2 separate regions of the Sus scrofa genome follow, and region 1 is linked to region 2. Evidence: chromatin contacts called from public promoter capture Hi-C data. All regions are on one chromosome and are shown on one strand. Each heading gives the region's core, a stretch centred on a gene start, on an enhancer-like site or on the middle of the called end of the contact. The rest is flanking DNA. Distances are from core to core; before and after follow the strand shown. Region 1 holds the start of AFTPH (aftiphilin). Region 2 holds the start of SERTAD2 (SERTA domain-containing protein 2).

Region 1 (3,604 bases), core at 846-3,345, 230 kb before region 2:
ACATATAAGAAGACTGAGCTCTGGGGAGTTCCCATCGTGGCGCAGTGGTTAACGAATCCGACTAGGAACCATGAGGTTGCAGGTTCCATCCCCGGCCTTGCCCAGTGGGTTGGGGATCTGGCATTGCTGTGAGCTGTGGTGTGAGTCACAGACGCGGCTTGAATCTGGCGTTGCTGTGACTCTGGCGTGGGCCAGTGTCTACAGCTCCAATTAGACCCCTAGCCTGGGAATCTCCATATGCCACAGGAGTGGCTCAAGAAAAGGCAAAAAAAAAAAAAAAAGAAGACTGAGCTCCAGAGAGGTTAAGTAATTTACACAAAATCATAGTGATAACAGAGCTTGTTAGCCGACCCAGGTCTATGTATTGCTTTTCCAGAACATCACATAGGTGGAGTTTTGTGCTTTTTTTTGTTGATTTCTTATACAGTGTGAGGTAAGTTTCTTTCAACTTTTAGTCCACAAGGTATAACTCAATCTTTTTTCTTTTAATTATTATCCACTGCTGGTGAGAAGGCAGTTAAATTGGGATATTCTGTATTTCTGGTGGTGGTATAAATTGGTATAAGATTTTGGAAAATGAGATAAAGTGCCAATAAAACATTTACAGCCTTTTGGCTCAATCATTTTTATATTGACTGAGAGTTCCCTGGTGGCTCAGCGGGTTAAGCAGGCTAAGGCTGTAACTGCTGTGGCTCTGATCACTGCTGTAGTGTGGATTCGATCCCTGGGTCAGGAACTTCGCCTGCCATGGGCACAACCAAAAAAAATCATTTTTATATACAGAAAAAACTCATAAAATTAGACAAAGCCACAACACAAAATGTACATCAGCACAGTATTATTTGTAATTGTGGAAAATACCCACATATAGGATAATGGATAAATCACAGTATGTCTGCTCCATTGAATATTATGTATGCAATGAAAATCAAAGTTTTATGAAATGTTAAGTAATCAGGATGAAATGCTTACAACATAATATTAAGTGAAAAAAGGATACAAAATTGGCTTACATTATGATTACAACTTTGTAAAAAGTCTGCACAGGAGAAAAAACTAAGATTTAATTTTTCTTTTCTTGATACAAAATCTTAAGTAATGTAGTTAAGGTCGTATTTTTTAAAAGTAAAGAAAAACAATACTACCACTGGATCCAAATGCAATGAATTTTAATAAGTATTTTCCCCCAGATTCATCATCTTAAAAACTTTCAGAGATGCTTTCTTTTTGTAGTACCATTTCATAAGCATTGGAATGCTGTCTTCAGAATTATGTGTAAGATTACAAATTACAAGTTGGGTGGTTGCTGACCAAAGAGTGACTTAATGACTCAACTTCATAAATTTCTGAATTGTTGTCCTTAAGTGAATAAAATAGGCTTCTGCAGTTACCTGAAAAAAAAAAAACACTTTTTAATCATGTTATGCATAAAATTAGGGGAATATTATTCTGAAAGCACAGTTTTTTTTAATGTTTTTATGTTTAAATTTATTATTTCAGTTTTAACATATTCTCGATGTAGGGTCTGCCTTAGGATTTTGTCATATGTTCTTATTCTGATATGTCTGTTTAGTAGAGCTATCAAATTAGGACAAGCATGTGTTCCTCTAAAATCAATTTACTTCCAGTGTACACACACACACACACACACACACACACACTTTTGTTTCTTTCCTTCCTGGTCAAAATAAACATTTATAGCGATATATTTATAAGCTTATATTTATAAATACAATATTTAAGGTTTATATTTTTAAGCTTGCAATGAGCCAAGCCAGCAGGGGGCGAAATACAATAAGAATAAATTTGACAAGCCATATAGATATTTTTCTTGCTTTAGTGACTGAGCAATAACAAAAAATCCAGCACCGCCACAAAGCAATTGGTATTCTAATTTTAAGTGCTGCAGTCTGCGTATATCTTACAGCGATTGAGTTGTATAGAGACAAAAGCAGGTCTATTTCAGTGCTCCAAGTTAATTTGTCTAGAACATTGCAGAGGCGGGATAAACTGTGATGAACTGCTTTTGTCCCTATCTTCCCCTGATTTGTATAATTCCTCCACTCAAAGAAGGTGGACGCTTCTCTGTGGCTGAGAGGGTGTTTTCTATCCTTGTTTTCTTTGCGTAACTGCTGAGCTTTGCTGTATTGGAATTGTTTTAAATTATTCAAATTGCTGGTGTAGGTTTGGCAAAAGTGAGCAGAATAAGCACTTCGGAAGGGCTCATGATTGCGGGATAGGACCTCGGCCTCATCATTCCCGATGGTAACAATAATCTGTGCAGCCTTGCAGTCTTGTTTTTACAGTGGCCGGAATTCTAACAGAAATTCGTTATAGATGAAAGGGAAAGGTTATAAAAAATGCAAATGATCAAGACTGATGATGGAAAAATGTTACGACCTCTGTTAAAGAAATGCGGGAGTTGATTGATTTCTTTATAGTTTCATCGAATAGTCTCTCGCAGCATCTATGAAAAACGACCACCGTCTCTATCCGTTAGCAAAATCCTCCAATTTTATTTGTTTTTGTTGGTCTCAAAGACGATTTGTCAGTTCGGCGGCTGCTTTTCCTCTTGCTTCTCATTTTGATTTACCTCTTCTTTGTTATACATCAGCTTCCTTTTCTGTCAGCTTAAATTAAAAAGAGGAAGGAACTCTGAACGAAAAAGTCGTTTTTCGGGGCGAAAAGGGCAAGCTGATAAGTGCTCTCCAGCAGATTTTGGTGAAGAAAATAAAGTTCCGTATTTTAAAACCCTCGCAATTTTCCTTGCAGAGCAAGAGACTTAACTCGGTCCTGAGCTGAACGTTGACTTTTAGCCGGCTAAGGAGCACCTGTCCCTCGCCGGGAGCGCAGCCTTAGGAGCGGCGGAGTGCAGGAGGGCGTCTTTCCCCCCACCCACCTCGATGACTCACAAGGAAGTCAAGGAAAAGGGCAGCTTGCCCGCACCCAAAATGGCGGCCGGCGCTCTGCTCGACGGCGCCTGCGCAGGGGTAAGCGTTCTGTGACACTGATTCCCCCCAAGTGTTCTCCCCCCAACCCCCCAGTACCCACCAGCGCCCGGCCCCGACCTAGCCACCTGCGCCCGGAAGTGACGTGTCGGCGGCAGCGGTTCCCCCGCTGCATGATGGGAGAGTGTGTGGAGTGGGCGGGGGGTCTCCGCGGAGGAGGAGGTGGAGGCGGCGGCGGCGGCGGAAGAGGGCGGAGGGTAATGGGATGGGGGTCTCGCGGCAGCGCTGAAACTCCGGGTGGGCGTCCATGGCGCTGCTTCGATGACAGGGCTGTGAGCAGCCTGCCTTCCGCTTTCACCAGCTCCGCGTCGGAATAGCCGGTCCTTCCCCGGGGAGCTAGTTCCTCCCCGGGCCCCTGAGCCATGCCCATCGCAGCCGCCCCGGACGAGCCAGGTAAGCGCCACCGCTCCGCTCCCCCATCGCGCGGGGGAAAGAGGATGGGGAAGCCGGCCCAGCCCGCCGGCTGGACCCTCGCCCGGCCCGGGGGCACCTGCCTGTCGCGGAGCCGGGGGCTGCGGGGACGGTGCCGGCTCTGCGGGCCTGCGGGCTCCGGGCTCGGGCTCTGTCCTTTTCCGCGGCGGGTGCGGGGACGCCGG
Region 2 (3,745 bases), core at 610-3,109:
TCTCTCCTCTTTAAAAAGAAATTTCCGTAGAAACTTGGCAGATTTCAGTATAGGAACAGTCTATTCTTTACAATTAAATTTAGCAACAACTTATTCTGGTTAGTCTGAAAGAGAAGGAGAGAATGAACTACTAAGAGGCCTTTCCTGTACTTTAATATTTCAAAACATGTTTGGGTTGGCTTAATTTGAATCTTGTGGACAACTATACCAGAACATGATTCAAAAAGAGTAATAATTTAAATAGGCTGAATTCTCAAAAGTGACCTCAGAAGGCGAATCAGAGTTAACTATTCCTCATGACTTTTACCTCAAATTAATATTAAAGATGCATAGGGTGAAATTCTCATAAAGCATATATGGGCAAGTATGCGTACCTTTGAACAGCCAACAACCAAGAAACCAAATTAAAATTTTGTTCAAGAGTAATCAAGTATATAAAAGAGGGATATCAAAAGGAAAAAAATCCCTATTTGCCCTTAACACACCCCACTGTGCCTGGTGACCAAGAAATACAAAATTCTGTGTTTTAATTTCTTGCTGGAATAAAGGTGAGCTAAAGACGAAGTGTCAAGCTAGATTTCCATCTTACCTTGCATTCCTCCAACAGGTTCAAAGACTTCATAACCTGTACTTCAGTTAATACTGAATCCATATTCTTTTCAAAAGGGGACCTACCACACTAGTCTAAAAATACAAAGCTATGCCACTAGGCAACCTATCTTCTCTTGGTCCACACATTCAAATTACAAATACCTTTTGCTTTGCCTTTATTGACTAAAAGTTTTAACTTTGATTTGGAGGAAAACGTACTCATTAGCTGTTTTACACTTTTTGGCAGGTCACGGTCTATCAGATCAAATCGCTATGACCGCTCACTAAGAAAGCATACCATTGCCGCTCATTTTATAAGCGTTATAATACCCCGATGGTAGAAGTCTGGCAATACCTAGAAATACAGCAAGGCTGGTGAATAAGGAGTCGAGGGGCGGGGGGAAAGGGAGCGAGGGAGGGAAGCAGTCGCCACCTCAAATCCACGCCGGACCAGGAACCTCCAGCCCACAGTGTGATCCCTGCCCTCCCCAAAGTGGACCCGCCACATTTTTCCAGATCCACCCTACCCCCTCCCCAACCCAACACGGTACTCACCCTTCTGCGAAGTCGGCACCGGGTCCAGCTCCGAGACGGGTCGGGGTGGCTGCGAGGGAGGGGACGTCTGGACTGTGGGCGGGGGGTGTCGGTGCGTCACTCACGTGCAGGACGGTGAGTTCGAGGGGTGGGAGCGGAGAGGAACTGGGAAATCAAGTCACGGCCGAAAAGGGAGGAGAAGAAACCGGGGAGAGGGTGGACAGCCCCTTCCCTAAAATAAACCCACCGGCCCCTGCGACCCCTTGCCCCTGGGAGAGAAAATAAAATCAGAGGAAATAAAAGACTGACAAATCTCTAAAACGACGAGGAGCGAGGAACAGACTTTAATTTAAAGGGAGGAGATTGATCGAGGGCTGGAGGGGAGACAGAAGTGGCTCTAGGTCTATCCCATGCCTTTGCAGTCCCCAAGCAGAGGAGGAGGCTGGCTGAGGGGAAGTTGCAGCGGCTCCTGAGGAGGAGGCGGAGGAGGCGGAGGAGGAGGTTACACAGTAACAAGTACAGACAGCCATGGATCAGAGGGGCGCTGCGAGCAGGGGCGGCCGCGGCGGGGCGAGCGGCGGCAGTGGCAGCACCGCCTGCTCGGCTCGTTCAAGACATTTAATTGGATTGATGGGTTGTGCAGTGACTCACAGACTTCACAGAGTCGTACAGCAATCCCCGCCCAGCTGGACAGGGGAGATGCGGCGGGGACGGGAGGGGAAAGGGGGCCGTGGAAGAGCAGGGAGGGGAGGAGGCGACTGAGAAGGCGAGGCGTTAGGGAGGCGGGGAGCGGAGTGAAGTCACCCAATAGGGGAGTCCGCCGCGCCGACGGGCGTGGGCGTCGGCCAATGACGGCGCGGCTCGATAGGCGGCTGGCTTCGCCCCTGGCCCAATGAGTCTTCTAAGGACACCGCCGCGAACAGGGCGGGGGAAGTGGAGTTGGGGGTGGGGAGAGGTGGGTGGACGTTGAAGTGGGGGGTGGAGGGAAAGAGGAGGCGCGGGAGACCGGCGGAGTCACTCTGCTCTCCTCGCTCCCGAAGTGAGCCTTCTACCAATCCGAGGGCCGCCTGGGGGTGATGGACGCAAATGTGTGACCAATGAGGAGGAGAAGGTGTCCGCCGCGAGCCAGAGGGGAAGGAGTGGGCGGGTCATTGCTCTCCTCTCCCTCCCGCGCCGGGGTCCTCCCTCCCGCCTGGTTCGGGTCAGTCACGCAAATGACAGTGTGAGGGCTGGGGCAGTGCCGGGGTGGGGAGGGGCCGCGCTGCTGGCGGCGTGACAGCAATAGCGACTGGCTGTGCTTCCGACTCCGCGCCGGCAGGAGGAGGTGACGGCGGAGGTTGGCTCCTTACTGAGCGTGCAGGCTGCCGCTGCTGCTTCTGCTGTACCCCTCCTGCTCAGTCTCTGCCTCGAGCTGCCCGGGAGCCCCTACCGCCAAACCCCACCCCTGAGAGGCAGACAGATTTGGAGTGAATCAGGTCAAAACTTTGCCCCACGTCTGTGCAGTGCCCACTCTTGAAGACAGCTCCGTGTGATGTTCTGGGAGCTGAGGGAGCTGGACGCCAGAGACTTGGCAATGGTATTTGCCTCCTTGTTTGCCTGTTTTCTGGGGAAGTCAGGGAAGGGTGTGGACAGGTTGAAACAGCTCCTAAATACATACCATTTCTTTATTGAGTTTCTAGCAGAGGCACTTCTTAAACTGGCACGAGCGAAGCTGTACGGGCTTTGTCGTTTGTTTTCTTCATACATGTACGAGTACATATTAGCTTCCTCCAGCCCTTCCTCTTCCACCACTCTTCCACTTTCCTACCCACTCTCCTCGCCTGGTACCCTGACAAAAACTAAGGCGCGCTTACTGCTAGATCTTCTGGCTGCCCATTCCCAATGGCTTTTTCTCAATTTCTTGCCTACTGTCTAGCAGCCATTCTACAAACCTTAACGCTTTCCACATACTTGTACTTGCAAGTAATTGCAATCACTAATAAACCTGAATAGAGATGCCCTCAGTAGCAAAAACACTGGCAGAAATCCATCTTCTTTCCCACAAGATGCATTTCTGCAGGTTATTTGAAATTTATTAGCTTCCTATCAAGAAACTAAGGAAAGGCAAACCACATATCACATCCCTAGAAAAAAAAAGATTTTCAAATCCAAATACTCCATATCCATTTTCCATAGCCAAGTCACCTAGAGAGACCTAGGGTTGATTTATGATCTTGACATGAGGAAGATCTTTTTTTTTCCCATAATTATAAGATTAAAACATACAGTGGTCTGGAATTCAGAGGAGAGATAATAAGTGAACATGCAGGCTTACTGTAGTCGTGTAGAGGCTTTCCTTGATTATTATCATTTTAGAGTGTGAATCCTTCCCCTAAGCCCTAATTGTGACACTCAGCCTGACACCTCTTACCTCTTCTCTTTATGATTTTACCCTATTCCAGGAGTTCAGCCTGTAGTCCTGAATCCACCTAAGAAAATGGACTGTGATGCAGACTTCTCTTGTCTGCAGATTGTGTATGCATTGCTTTTCAGTGTGTTGAAACTTCTTTGGGGTTTGGCAGTGTGGGAGTCCAACATCTTCACCCCAGGACATAGTGATGCAGGAGGTGGACCATGTTCC

What was found. Promoter capture Hi-C pulls out the DNA fragments that hold promoters and counts their contacts.
Region 1: a promoter capture Hi-C map of fetal liver shows a contact between it and region 2, with 2.0 times the contacts expected there. The contact joins the promoter of AFTPH here to the promoter of SERTAD2 in region 2. A contact is called at or near these places in 1 of 5 promoter capture datasets (fetal liver), 7 of 47 Hi-C or Micro-C datasets (embryonic fibroblasts, fetal heart ventricle, heart right ventricle and 3 more) and 2 of 2 datasets of contacts at active chromatin or transcription factors (alveolar macrophages and skeletal muscle).

What each region holds. Positions count from the first base shown.
Region 1 is chr3:77,421,345-77,424,948 of Sscrofa11.1, reverse strand. It overlaps AFTPH (aftiphilin), which reads left to right and starts at 2,095. Exons shown (of 10, transcript XM_021087452.1): 1 at 2,095-2,990.
Region 2 is chr3:77,190,684-77,194,428 of Sscrofa11.1, reverse strand. It overlaps SERTAD2 (SERTA domain-containing protein 2), which reads right to left and starts at 1,859. Exons shown (of 2, transcript XM_005662514.3): 1 at 1,147-1,859. It overlaps LOC102160963 (a long non-coding RNA gene), which reads left to right and starts at 2,114. Exons shown (of 4, transcript XR_002342636.1): 1 at 2,114-2,701.